Regions from separate parts of the Gossypium hirsutum genome. Here all the other regions are linked to region 2. A link is a contact called in public Hi-C data. All regions are on one chromosome and are shown on one strand. Each heading gives the region's core, a stretch centred on a gene start, on an enhancer-like site or on the middle of the called end of the contact. The rest is flanking DNA. Distances are from core to core; before and after follow the strand shown.

What was found. Hi-C and Micro-C count contacts between places; a contact is called where the count stands out from the background.
Region 1: a Hi-C map of leaf shows a contact between it and region 2, with 2.6 times the contacts expected there. The contact joins the promoter of LOC107888751 here to the promoter of LOC107888832 in region 2. A contact is called at or near these places in 5 of 34 Hi-C or Micro-C datasets (all in leaf).
Region 3: a Hi-C map of leaf shows a contact between it and region 2, with 2.0 times the contacts expected there. The contact joins the promoter of LOC107889945 here to the promoter of LOC107888832 in region 2. A contact is called at or near these places in 9 of 34 Hi-C or Micro-C datasets (callus, hypocotyl, leaf and 1 more).

Annotation. Positions count from the first base shown.
Region 1 is chrA09:16,707,826-16,712,799 of Gossypium_hirsutum_v2.1, forward strand. LOC107888751 reads left to right here and starts at 2,247. Exons shown (of 8, transcript XM_016812942.2): 1 at 2,247-2,639; 2 at 2,725-2,840; 3 at 3,166-3,219; 4 at 3,342-3,366; 5 at 4,054-4,220; 6 at 4,347-4,416; 7 at 4,827-4,925. The coding sequence starts at 2,436. LOC107888752 (mitochondrial import receptor subunit TOM20) reads left to right here. Exons shown (of 6, transcript XM_016812944.2): 6 at 798-1,141. The coding sequence ends at 887.
Region 2 is chrA09:17,152,720-17,157,444 of Gossypium_hirsutum_v2.1, forward strand. It overlaps LOC107888832, which reads left to right and starts at 2,238. Exons shown (of 8, transcript XM_016813066.2): 1 at 2,238-2,469; 2 at 2,573-2,613; 3 at 3,691-3,748; 4 at 4,213-4,306. The coding sequence starts at 2,376.
Region 3 is chrA09:16,878,143-16,882,966 of Gossypium_hirsutum_v2.1, forward strand. LOC107889945 (receptor kinase-like protein Xa21) reads right to left here and starts at 1,886. Exons shown (of 6, transcript XM_041076126.1): 1 at 1,697-1,886; 2 at 152-295. The coding sequence starts at 1,886. It overlaps LOC121203265 (a long non-coding RNA gene), which reads right to left and starts at 3,813. Exons shown (of 2, transcript XR_005901895.1): 1 at 3,374-3,813; 2 at 2,527-2,944.

The sequences.
Region 1 (4,974 bases), core at 997-3,496, 440 kb before region 2:
TAGGTTCAGCCCAAACAGGTGGGATCAATAACCACAAGCTTATGCTATACTTTTTATTTTTCTTTAATTACCAGTGCATTTAAGTTTACAAGAGCCATTATTGACATTTGGGCTTTTGAGCTTTTATTGGTGAAGGAAAACTTGAGCAAAGTGGTAATCAATTAATCACAGGATTAGAGTAGGTAGATACAAACGTGCTATGGAGGAAATGTTTGATACCAAGGCACGAGATATTATTACAATGGCAAAAGGTCTAATCATGCTTTATGTTACCATGTATTGAGTTAGAAACGACACATCTCTACCCTAAAATGAGCATGGCTGAAATGAGGAAAGCTGCAGCAGCGGAGGACAAATCAGGAGATTGTTTTTAGATGATTGAATCCTGCATAATGTAGACCTAGAATGCTTTTGTGCACGAGTGGTTTTGGTAATGAAGAGGGGTAAAAGCTTGCAAAATATCACATAAATGTAAGTAGTTTGGCAGGAAGTAACCTAACAATGTAAACATTGATCTAGTGAGATGGAGATAACGGATTTCATGTAGCTTACTTTTGCAGACTGCTGATTGAGCTGCTGGATTTTCTCAAATTCCCATCAAATGCTTTTCTTATGATGAATAAGGGGATTATTAGCTAAGAATGAGCATACGTTCAGTCACTGTTTCAACCATGTTACGATTCTCTTTCATTTGAAGTGCAAATTTGTATGCAGTGTTACTTGAAGGCCATGATCTTTTTTTTTTTTATATATATATATTATTCCTTTGTATGAATTCTCTGTTTACCTTCTTGCAGACTGCTACAAAAAATAAGAAAAGTAGTGATCTCAAATACGACATTTTCGGATGGGTAATCCTTGCTGTTGGCATTGTTGCATGGGTTTGATTTGCAAAATCTCAGATACCATCTTCACAGCTGCCACCACTACCACCACGATAATCACAGGATGCAAGCAACGCCCCGACATCTAAATGCTGTTTGCATTGATTCAAACAGCCCTAATTTACGTTAGTTTAGTTTTTTTGACCTTATTCGTGCTTCTCGGCTAATGCTTGAACACTAGTCATTTACAGTACAATTGCTTTATTTGGAGAATAGTTGAGTGATTATTAACATGAAAAATTTTTCTGTTGATTATTTATTCGAATCTATACTTTTTGTTTTTGTTCAAATTTGTCAATAGGGAAAAGTGATTCTTTTTGTATATTAAAAAAAAAACAATATTAGAAGGATCTTTGGATTGAATTGAGAAGGGCAGATATACATTTTGCTACCTGAATTTGGCTTTAAGATCTAAATTGGTACTTTAAGTTTTTCTTTTTGGGTTCAGTTAGGTATTTGAATTTAGCTTTAAGGTTCAATTTGGTACTTAAAATTTAATCTAGTCCAATTAGATATATGAACTTGGCATTTATGGTTTAAATTGGTAATTGAACTTGGCTTTTTGGTCCAAACTAATAGTTACAATAAATGATTTATTTGAACCAATTTGAACTATGTAGCTAGTTTTTAACATATATCTTAACTAAAAAGGCAAGTTTAAGTACTTAATTTGACAAAAAAAAATAAAAAAGAAGGGAATTTTGGGTACCAAATTGAGTCTTGAGGCCAAGTTTAGGTACCTAATTGAATTTAGCTTCAAGGTTCAATTTGATACTTAAAGTTTAATTTGGTCTAAATGGGTACATGAACTTGGCTTTCTGGTCTAAATTAATAGTTACAATAAATGATTTATTTGAACCAATTTGAACTAGATAACTAGTTCTTAAGCATATGTTTAAACCAAAAAGCCAAGTTTAGGTAACTTAATTTGACAAAAAGAAATGTTTAGGTACCAGGTAGTTAATTTGACAAAAAAAAAAAGAAAAGAAAAGGAGTTTAGGTACTAAATTGAATCTTGAGTTCAAGTTAGATAACTAATTGGACAAAAAAAAACCTTTAGATACTAATTTAAACCTTGAAATCAAATTCATATACCAAATGTATATTTACCCAATTGAGAATTGTTTTTAAAGGATGGTATTTAACCAGAGTTTTAGATAATTGAAGGATAAGAGTGGATAGTGTGAATTTAATATTTGTGGTTTTTGCAAATTTAGATATTGGAGTGAATATCATATCAGTTCTAATTTAGATTAGCTTTTCAGCTGATAATTTCTTTAATTATTGTAAATTGTAGTGGCTTGGTGGATTTGGATGGAAAACAACCGTCATACGGGCCTAAGATCATTTTAATAGAAGTTGGGTTTATTTAGGCCTATATTGTGGCAATAAATAAAATAAATCGAAATTTCTTGCTGCTTCCGGTCATACTTGGCTGATCTCTATAAAATGTGAACCAAAAACAGTTGATTCATCATCATTCTTAACTGCTTTTTGAAACCTCTTCTCAATTCCAGATAAAACTAAAGCATTCATTCGTGCCTCCTGCAAATGGCGGGAACGAAACTGTTCCCTACCCAATCCACTCACTCCCTTTCCTTTCGCCACTTTTTCGCACTCGCTCCGCCGCGTGCGGTGTCGTATCCCACCCGTGTCCGCCTCGACTGTGCTAAACTCACTAGGCTTCGCGTCTTAGCTATGGCGGCTAAAAGGAGTCCGAAACGTCTCAAGTACTCTGCTCCTCGCGTTTCCAAGGTCTAATTTCTTCTCAATTTAGTCATGTTTATGATCTGTAAAAAACTAAAGTGAAAAAGAAAATTGAAGAAATTGAAATTGACAGATAGATGATTTGGTTTACGTGGAAGTCGATCCTTCGGGAACTGAAAACTGGAAACTTGAACCTGTAATTGAACTTTTAAACCAAGGAGCTGTTGGTGTTATTCCTACTGATACTGTGTAAGAGCTATCAACATTACTTCTCTTATTATTTCTTTTACTTTTATTTTTGGTTTCTAGAAGCGAAAACCATGTTTCGATGTAAAAAATATAATGAAAACATCAAAATTTAGTGTTCTGTTAAAAAGGAAAATTTTGCATCATTTACTTTTGACTGAAATGGTTAGTACATTTGAACGTGTTGCAGTTTAGTACTTTTAGGTTTGATTGTTTTTTTAATTGAAGCAATTAACACAATGTGAAAAATTAAGGGTCAAAACAGGGCCTTACAACGTCCTTTTGAAATTTCTTAATTTCAATTTAATGTTGCTTTGTTCATATGTAGGTATGCTATAGTTTGTCATTTGAAAAGCCATTCAGCTATTGAACGTCTTCGAAGGTAGGTTACAGGTAGCAATTTTCCTTTTTATTTTATTTTTTTATACTAATTTTATAGGTTTAAACCTTTATCTGAGTTCAATCTTTAGCTGATAAAAGCTGTTGTATATTCTCCTATTGCAGAATAAAAAACATTGAACCTTCCAAGGTAAATTTCAATACCTATCAAACTTGATGCTAACATCGCTTTTGGGCGCTTTTTTCAAATCAGAAGCGAAGTACCAAAATTTTCCATGCATCTATTTTTGCTTTTTTCATGTCCTTTTTACTGATTATGGCTTTGTGCAGCCACTTAGTATTTTATGCCGCTCTCTTTGAGACATTGACACTTATACGACGGGGTTCCCTCGTGGTGATGGCCAAGGTCATGCGAATATTTTTCGAGCTGTTAAGCATTGCTTGCCTGGGCCTGTAAGAATGTTCTTTGTCTTATTCTTGTTATTATTGTTAGCAGAAGGAACCTTAAGTAGCCATTGGTGGCATAACAGAGCCAGAATAGAAGGAATGCTTTGTTATTTATTGTTAAGATGAGGTGTAGGATCCACTTATTGTGGCTTCTTTGCAGAAATTCTTCTTGTTCTGCACTTAGTCTTAATGGCTTTAATGTTTATTATCTTCCTGCTTCCCCATGGTTGGCTAATCAATGAACACATCATAGTGGGATTTCAAACATGATGAACTCTTATGAACCTATGACCTTTTTGGCTAAATATGTTCTCCTTGCGTGTCTGCATGTTAGATTGCAGGGTCATGAAGTGGAATATTTGTGGGCAATAGGTTCCACAATTTATTCTGAATATATTTTTAACTTGCAACAAAATTTCTGTGGAAACAGTATACTTTCATCTTAACTGCTAGCAAAGAGTTGCCAAAACAATGTGTGAGGTATGGCACAACTACAGCAAAATATTCTGCAAGGAAAAATGTAGGTGTTCGTATGCCCGATGATGCTATATGTCAAGCAATATTAGAAAAGATGGATGCACCTTTAATATCCACAAGGTTGGTATACTGAAGCTGCAAACATTAATAGGCCAGTGGATAAACCAAACTAATTATATGGCTCCTGCTTTTTATTCTCTATGTTCTTTATGATTTTATACTTAATGTCTTGTTCCCTTTTGCTAGTGTCAAGTGGCCAAAAGAAAATGAGTGGATGATAGATCCAGTTGTGATAGCTGATATATATGGAGCAGAGGTATGAACTTTGCCTGGTTCAATTTATCATACAAGGTTAAAATCTCACCTTGAGCTATGGCAGTATCTACTACTTTCCAGACAAATTATGCTCGGAGAGCAATAAACTTTCTTGGATCCCTCTTTAATGAACCACCTAGAATGTTGTACTTTTGATTTTAATATCAAGTTCATATGTCTATGTCATGCAAATATAATTTGGAGAAGTGAAAATAGAATGGAGCCAGTTAAATTATATATTTTGTTTCATAGCACTTGTTGCTTACACCTTATCTGCGGCTACTCAACATTTTACCCTCCAAATCTTTTGGTTGGAAAGTAGAATGAATAGTTAAGAGTTGTATTTGAGGCTTCCATCAGTACTATTCTAGATCGTGTTTTCCTCACAATTGAGCTGTATTTCTACCTTAGGGTCTTGATTTTGTCGTTGATGGCGGCATAAGAGTTGCTGATCCTTCTACTGTTGTTGACATGACTAGGGCTTCTCCCAAAATTGTAAGGCTTGGAAAGGTATAACTGAGTATTCCTGAGTCAAGTAAGATGAATGAATTGGACCGTG
Region 2 (4,725 bases), core at 988-3,487:
TGTGACCAGAATCTCGGCCAATCCGTATGCAATTGCCGTAAGTCGATTTTGTAATGATCATCCAACACCTCAGGTGCCACAGGAATCAGTTGTCGGAATCCAAATTGCCGTAATACTCTGTCTGATTGCTGCATCTCCACAATAGCAAAGTTGACCAATGGGACCTTCACGTGCCAAGCGTTCGGATTTTGCAAGTATTCATCCGGAATTACTGCCCGAATTGCCGGATCCTCGTATGGTGTCCATTGAAACTATATAAAAATGATGGAAATATTAGTTAAATAAAAAATACTAAATACTAAATACTAAATACGAATCCACTATTTTATTATGTATGTATATATATATTTTTAATACTTACTTGTGCTTCTGACCGTTGCTCTAATAGAAGCCGTATACCTTCAAGACAGGTAGGTAATCGAGCATAACTTGCCGAATGGTTCCACCTAATTAAATAAATTTTTAGCATATGATTATATTTTAAATCTACGTAATAATTGTAAAATCTAATATAAAATTTACCTCATTATGAGTGGGAATGTATATGGGTGATCCACTCGAGGACGTAAAAATGGAAAGCGAAACCGTGCCCATGATTGCAGTAGTGATAGGCAACCTTCGATTTTCGCTTTATTCGGTCGCGTAGCCCCGGACATCTCCCGGTACAGTGTTGCCAACACGGCAGACCCCCAACTAAATTCACCAGCTGCTCTAAAATCAACGAGTTTCAGCAGCCATCTCAAATGTACAAGGTTTCGTGACAAGTCCGGCATCAGATAACCTCCAATTATCTGAAGAATGTATGCTCGCGCATATCGATTTTTTTCTAGTTCAGTAGAATCATCATCTGGCTCCGGAAATGTGTCTCGTAACCAGCCTATCTCGATCCGACCTCCTTTAATATTATCCGAAATAGCACCCAAAAGCTCATAGCATACCGCTCCCCAATCAGCAAAATGAACGGACCCAGTGACTACGTCCCCGTCCACCGGCAATCCTAATTGCAAATGCACGTCTTCCAAAGTGATAGTGCACTCTCCACATGGAAGATGAAATGTGTGCGTCTCGAGTCTCCACCTTTCTATCAACGCACTAATAAGTTTCGGGTCCAACTTGCACCCCCGGTCTATCATCGCCACGTGCCAAAAACCCGCTTCCCGTAGGCAATCCTCTATCAACGGTGATGGAGGACCAGTCATGTTACGGATATTGCATTGCAATATCCGATCTACAGACTTTTATAAGAAATAATAAAATAAAAATTATTTAAATTTGCATAAATGACAGAAATCTTAAATAATATTTAAATATTAAATTTAACACTTACCATTTGCATTTGTTCGACGGATATGTGTTTATCATTAAAGCGAATTAATTCTCCGGCCATTGCTAACACGATCAAATTTTTTTATTTTAAAAAATAAATTTAGAAAAAATAAAATTAGAGCTTTTTTGAAAAAATTAACGAGAGTTTTGAGAGGAATTTAAGAGAAATTTGAGAGATTTGAGAGAAATTTGAGAGAATATTGAAAGATTGAAGATTGAAAGTATTTAACTGTGAAAAAAATGAAAGGGGTGGGGGATTTTGTAGTTTTTCTTTTACCGTTGGGGGGGTTACCAACGGTAAAAAAAGTAGCCGTTACTACTGTTCAAACACGGGGAAAATGCTTCCTCAAGGAAGCGCTTTGCCTACGTGGACAAAAAGCGCGCCCTCAAGGAAGCGTTTTCTATCCACGTAGGCAAAGCGCTTCCTTGAGGAAGCGTTTTTCTGCTTTTTCCCTTGACAACGCACTGATATGGACGCGTTCTGTAAAAGCTGGCCCATTCCGGTAAATTATTTCTGACCTGGCCCATTTCGGTAAATTTAAAAAAAAAGAGGCTTTTATTGACAATTTGCCCAATATTTTTATTTATTAATATAATTATTTTTATTTAATTAGATTTTAATGGTGTGGTGTTGTGGTGCTTCTTGATTCATTCTGAATTTTTTTAAAAAATGAATGTAATAGTAATGGCCAACATTAATTACGAAATAAATTTTAAGTACCCAACAAAAAAAACATGAATATTTTTTTTGAAATTAAAAAATATAAATATTTACGGACTACCTCTATTCAATTAAACCTTAAATATTTATAGAAATCGGCTCGGGACTGAAATCTAGGTCCAAATCTGATCCAAAGCGGGCCGGGCTGATGAGCAAAGCTGAATAACTCCCTCCAGATGGAACTTAATCTAAAAGAGGGTAACTTTGTAACTGTACAGTAATGAGAAAAGGACCTTGTTGATTCGCCTGTCCTCTAGTTTTAGAAGGCATACCTTTTTCCTTTTTTTTTTTCATTTGCATATCTCATTTCCTTGAATTTTATTTATCAATGGCGAATACCCAGTTGCAGAAATACGGGACATTATCAAGGGAGCAATTGTCATATCTATTTGATCGATTCTCTCTTCTTATTTCCCAGCCAGGTATTTTCCATGTTTTCTTTCATTTCCTCTACTTTTTAATTGCCTTCGTTTCTCCTTTTTTTTTCCATCCTCGTGAGTAGTAACATTCTCCTTATCTTGGAAGACTTTAAGAAGAGGATTGTAGACGCTGTGAATGACAAGCAGGTTGGTTTATTTATTTATTTATTTAAAATTTGCTTTTAGTTTCTGTGGTTAGGAATTAAGGGCTTGAGAGCTTCAGCTGGATACATAAATTCACTTTTGAGGAGAATGCTTCGTTTATGATTGGTCTAATTCTGTTTTTGATCCCTTTACTATGTCAAAATTTAGTATTCTATGCTTCTACTTTCATTTTACATAATTTGGTCTCTCTATTTTTTATAATATATGACTAGTATAGGTGGAAATTGATAATATTGTTCTAATGATGACATGGATTATTTTCAAACTACTTGATCTTCCATGTAAATTTATTATTGATCAACATGGTCGACAAGATTTTCATGTGAGCCTGAATGTGTGATCGAATAATAATTATGCAAATGGCTTTGTATTTTAACAAAATTCTTTTAGGCTTTGCTTGGTTGGGTGGGAAGAAAATTGGAAAGATGGAAAATCGAAAGGGTGGAAAAGTAGAAAGATGGAAAATATAAATTTTCTTTCCATAAAGAAGCTTGGTAGGGAAAGGTGGAAAAATTGAAAGAAAATCACATATTGTTTCTTTCTACTGCTTGGTAGAGTTTAAAAAATGAGATGAAAAAAAATGAAACTTTTGAAAAATGCATAGCTTTGAACTTAGGTACACTGCTCATTTCCTCTCCTCTTGTCATTCCAATTTGGAATGATTGGTTTTTATGCATTAGGATGGAAAATGATCATTTGTTCTATTTTTCTTTCCTCTCATTTTTCTTCCCTACCAAGCATACTCAAAATTTCTTTTCTTTCCACTTGTCCATTCCCTCCTTCTCTACTTCCACTTTTTCACCCAACCAAGCATACCTCTAGTTCGTTATGTTGGTTTAAATATGTTCCTTTTTTATTATGTAAACTGATTTTGATCATGCGTTAACACTATGCTTTTAGACTGTTGTCATTTGTCATTTAGTACTTCCGTTTGAGTTGTACTTGTGGACATGAAAGTAAGACTTCAGAATTTAGATATGGCCTTTGTAGTATCATAAGGAATGTTGATTATTTTTAAGTGTCTTAACCCCATTTAAAGATTTACAAATCCTTCTGTAGGAACCGGTTGCTGTTACCACGGCAGTTCAGGAAGAGATACTTTTGGAGATGGGTATTGGTAAGTTTGTCTTTCTATATCATGAATTACGATTGGAATAATTTTAAGCTTACATGATCCTACAATTGTAAAATGTAACCCATGTTTATCTTTTACATTTTATGTGAATAGATGCTAGGTGTTTGTGGTCATTGGTTTATTTCTTTAAAGGCACATTCAAACTTCGTGTGACTATTGGTCATCCCATCATCGTCGAGCATATTTTGTAATCCTATAGTCTAACAATTAAATATCTCTTTTGTAATGGAAAGTGGGTTTCAGGGTATGGTAAAGTGATATTACCTCATTTCTGTTAATATTTGAAGGGAATTCCCTCTCCATTTTCATTTCAGAATGTAACATGGTTTTGTTGCAAAGCTGTATTCTGTCTACAAGAGCTGAATCCAGGAACTAGTAAAATGATTGATATAGTTTTTATTGGAGCTTTTGACAGTGTTTTACTTGATTTCATTTCTCTGCTACAGAGCCTAGCTTCGGTCTTGCATGCCTGGGGAAAGTAAATATGACTTACGAGAATGATCAAGATTTGATGATTCGTTATTATAGATTTGTTGCCAAGTAATCTCTCTCTCTTTCTTGATGTGTGTCTGTGGAGATGCCTGTTATGACTTGGTTTGAATTGCTCTTAATGAAAACATTGCATGAACTGTTGTAAATGCTTGAATAGTCCACAATCATTCTTCTTGTATCTGCAAGTGAGACAAAACTCAGATGTTACATTTACTACTTCAGATATTTGAAGAACTTTGTGGACTCTTTCAGCCTTTGCTCACACATAGTCTCTTGTCTGTCCATCAGGGATTTGCATGAAACGTGTAATTATTGTAATATATAAGACATCTCATACTAGGTTGATTTGTATATGTTTTAGTATAGTTTGGTCTAATAGTACTTTGGTTTAGGTTAAGCAAAGGAAATAGAAAAAAAGAATTACGTTACGACCTTGTGCTTGGATTGATAGATCAGCTCATCAAAGT
Region 3 (4,824 bases), core at 636-3,135, 270 kb before region 2:
AACCAAAATTTATATATATATTTAACAAATTTCTTAAATTATGTAGTATAATTAATTATTTTTATAATCCTTAATTGAATTATTATTGATTTAAAAACTAAAATAAAAAAACTTCAAATATAGAAAGATGAAACATTAATCTTGAAATTACCAGATAGATTGTTGTCACCCAGAACAATTGTTTTCAAAGAAGAAAGGTTAAAGATGGAAGCTGGGATTGAACCATCAAGTCGCATATATTCTACGTGAAGATACTCCAACTTCTCAAGCTTTCCAATTTCCCATGGAATTTCACCTAAATATTAAAAAGCAACAATTTAGTATTATAATAAAGCTAACAGTTTTTCTAAATATTGCAGTAATAATTACAAAGCTATTAAATTGAGATCAAATTTCTAATTTAGTGGCAGATATGAATCTTGAAAGAATTACCTTTTTATAGATAGTAAAACGAATATAAATGATTCTAGAAAAAAAAGAGTATAAATTGCAAAAGTGAAAGTAGGGTTGTGTTTGGTTGGAATTTGGTTGAGGTTTTTTGGATTTTTTTTGAATTATTTGTGATAATGCGATTTGATCCTTTTAATGGGTTTTAGGTTTTTGGATTTAATAGACTTTCTTTCTTTTCTTTTCTTTTTTTTTAGTTTTTAGAGGTTATTTGATAAAATTTCAAAGTTTTTCATAAATAATTCTAAATAAAAATAAAAAATCCAAATTAATAATTCTTATAATTTTTGTGAAAAAAATTTTTATATAGTATTTTGAGTTATTTTTGTAATTCCAAATATAGAATATTTATTTTTATATCATAAAAATTAAATAAAAAATAGAATTTCTAATTTTTTAATTTTTGGACTAAAAATCATTCAAACGCCATGGTTTATTTTCATTTTTAGCCCTAAGGAAAAAGAGTGAAAATAAAGGCTAAGAAATGACTTAGTTTAAAAGCTTGTTAATTTTGTCTTTGGATTATAATCCTTCCTTCTTTTATTGTTTTTTCCTTTCAATTGATTAAATAACCATATTTAGTAATTAATATATTAAGGTTAGTATTTTGATTATATCTATTTTTTTTTACATAATGTCCAAAACTACCCATAATCACTCCTCAACCCATAAATAGGTTATGGAGGATAATGCACTTTAGGGAACTCGAACCTACATCTCTTATATTGATAATAATACCCTACCAATCGAATTAAGACTCTATGTTTCAAGTCTATTGTATCAAACAAAAACAATCAAATCAGGATTTATCTTTGCTTTTATTTTGAATAATTAATTACAGATTAAATTTTAAGTTATTTTAATAGTTTAATTTAATATTAAATCTTTATACAGAATAATGAAATCGCAGCTAGAGCGCTTGTTTAAAATTTGGATTGTTAATTTCCATGTTTACGAAAATTTTATTTTTATGAGAACAAAAATCAAAATTTATTTGGACTGAAGAAAATATGCAAGGAAAAAGCCTTACCTCCCAAATCATTTGCAAACTAGTATAGATCGGTAAGCGCTGTTAGATTCCCGATACTTGTTGGAATTCTACCATTGAATCTATTGGTGTCCAAGATTAACTGTCGAAGATTCTTGCACTCTCCAATACTTGTTGGAATTTGACCTGAAAACTCATTTTCATACAGGTAAAGTGCCTCAAGATTTAGAAGATGATGACATATTTTTTTTGGTAAACTACCAGATAGATTATTGTATGGTAGAGAAATCATCCGCAAGGCGGAAATATTATAAATGGCAGCAGGAATGGAACCAGAAAGTTGGTTTTTAGCCAGACGAAGTGTCCTCAGCTTCATAAGTTTACTCATCTCGTATGGAATGTTTCCATGAACGAGATTGTTCCTCAAGTCCAAGTTCTCCAAGTTGGACATGTTAGTTATGGATGGAGGGTTTCACCTGTAAAATTATTATTTGCAAGAATCAAGTGTAAAACCTTATCCAACCTTCCAAAACAGGATGGTATTTCACCATTTAGGAAATTGGAGCTTAAATCAATGAGCTTCAAACGACTCAATTGCCCCAACTCCCTCGGTAAATGATCATGGAAATTGTTGTGACTCAAATTAAGAGAGACTAAGAACGACAGGTTTCCTAATTGCGGAGGGATCGTTCCGGTAAGATTCATGTTGAAGAGATTCAAAGCTCTAACTCTCGTGTGCTTAGCAGCGCAAGAGACACCAGCCCAATTACAGGCAGGGTAATTGGTGGTCCAGTTGTCGGCTAAGATGTTGTAAGGATCAATAATGATTTGGTGTTTAACTGCAAGAAGAGCATGTTGATCGGTGGTGAGGTTCCTCAATCATGGCGTAGCTAACCATGAAACAGTGAATCAGCATTAAAGCAGATGAAAGAAAATGAAATTTAAACATGTTGATGGCAGTGGGTTTCAATGAAATTGTATGGCTATTAGGAAAGTATATTTAAAGCAGTGCTTAAATAAGGTAATGGGTCAAGCTTTTCATTAAGACGAGTCAAGCATCTTGGTCTTTGTTAGAAATAAATGAGCATTGCTTAAACTAGAACTGCCTGTTTCTGTCGTGGTTGTAATAGGCCCATTTTGCCCGGGCCAATTAGAATACAAAATAGAAATTAAAAACCAAAAAAAAAACACACACACACAAATAAAGAACCCAAAATCAGAAGTCCAATGTCCGATTACAAATATTTGGGCAAAAACTAACTTAAACCCAAAATCCCTTAATATAAACTTAACCCAGTTACATAAAATTTGACCCAATTAAATAAATCCTAAAACCTAATTCTAATAACCCAAACCCGAGGCCCAATACACCCAAAAGGAAACTCAGCAGCCTGAGAAAGCCAGAAGCTTCTGGAGTAAGCCAGAATGGCACCAGAAGGTCATCTTCTCACTAGAAATCCCCACGCTCGGCCTCCACGTCATCAGGGTCGTTCCTCCGTACGGCCGTTCCTGCAAAGAACACACGAGAAGAGAGAGAACCAAATTTACAGAAGGTGACAGCAATGAAAATGTAATTTTATTTTTTACTTTATTCTGTAAATCCGGCTATAAAAGTCGTTGAATGTACTCCAAAAAAATTGACACACAATATACGCAAGCGCACGCATAAAGAATAGAAAAAAAGATTTTGTAGAAAAGGTGATTTCAAGTTTTATGCCCTCTATTTAATTTATTTTCTTTTTTTTTGTTGGCTGGTTTTTAGTGTGAAAATCAACATCAATGAGAGCCAGAAACCTCAAAATACAGAGGCAAGAGCGAGGGGTTGATTAGCGTAGAAATTTTCTTTGATTCATGAACCTTTTTTAGTTTTGTTAAAAACCGCATAAGATTGGAATTTTATTTTTCAAATAAACGAAAAAGGGGAAAGAAATTACTTACTAAATCTTTTAAGGTGTAGTCAAGCACCGTCAATGGCATAATCGGGGCGGTGTTTGCATGCGGCTGGTCACCAAATGATGGTGGTTCGACGGATGCGTGCTAATGGAGCCCTAATTGATTGATTTCAAGGGTTTTGGTTTTAAAAAAGGAAAAGAAAGTCAGCTGAGTTAAAGCAATATGAGAAAGGAAATCCAAATGGGGGTTTAAGGGGGTTTCAAAAATGGCGTCGTTCCAAGCTTTGAGGATTCGCGCATTGGGTACCCGGATCTGCGCCTTCTCCCTTTAAATAGAAGATTTGCGCGTTAGGTCCTTCCTCTCGCGCGAGCCTTCAATTTACGCCCAATTGGTTTACCTTGTTTTTTAAAATTTGGCCTTCTAATTTGTGCACTTTTTCACTTTGATCTGCGTTTCAGTACAGCATTGTGGGCACGGGATATTTCCAATTATAATCCTCGCGCATTGTCGCAAATTGCACATTGATCTTACTTCGCAATTATCTTATTTATAAGTTGTTTCTCCTGTTTCAATTTTGTTTCAATTATGTATTTTTAAAGGTATAAAGGATTGTATCCAATCGTGTTGGGTATGATACTGCATATCCTTGAAACAAGAGAATTTTGACTGCTAATTTGAACTTTTTAAACATTTTTAAAAGAATCATACTTTAAAAAATCTTTTCTTTAAAAAAAAACCTTTTGGTATAAGAACAACATCAAATCAATTTGGTACCAATTCTTGGGCGTAATGAGGGTGCTAACCCTTCCTCATGCGTAACCGACTCCCGAACCCATTTTTTTATTTTACATGAACCAAATTTATTTTTCATGGAATAAAACGTTTTAGTAGGTGGCCCAATCACACCTAAATCAAGAGATTGGTGGCGACTCCACATTTTTGTTTTCAAAAGTCGATCCCTATTGTTTTCAAAATAAAAAGGGTTTCGACAGTGGTATCAAGTTTTATGTTTATTTTGATTGAAGCATGAATACTTACTTGAAATAGGAATAAAGAAACAAAGGACTATAATATATAAATCTATATATTAAAAGTAAAGCATAAATTCTGAGCAGTTACATTTTAGTCACTTATGTTCATTTCTCAAGTTACATTTCTTGACACACTAACAATTATAACCCACTCAGACATGTATTTAAGCAAAAACCGAAAGTAATGATCTGAGCTAATTAACTGTATCTTAACCGTGTATTAAATTTGTTATGCGTGTTTTACATGTTTAAGATATTTAATTTATTGTGGTATGTAATATATAGAGAAAACTATAAAAATATTCACTTTTGTTTGTCTCAGGTTATATTTTAGCTACTTATATTTGAAACGCTACGTTTTAGTCACTTACATTATCGTGTTGTAATATTTTAGTCACTGAGTCATTAATTGTTGTTAACGATGTAGCGGTAAGCTAATGTGTCACATTAAATCATCATTTCAAA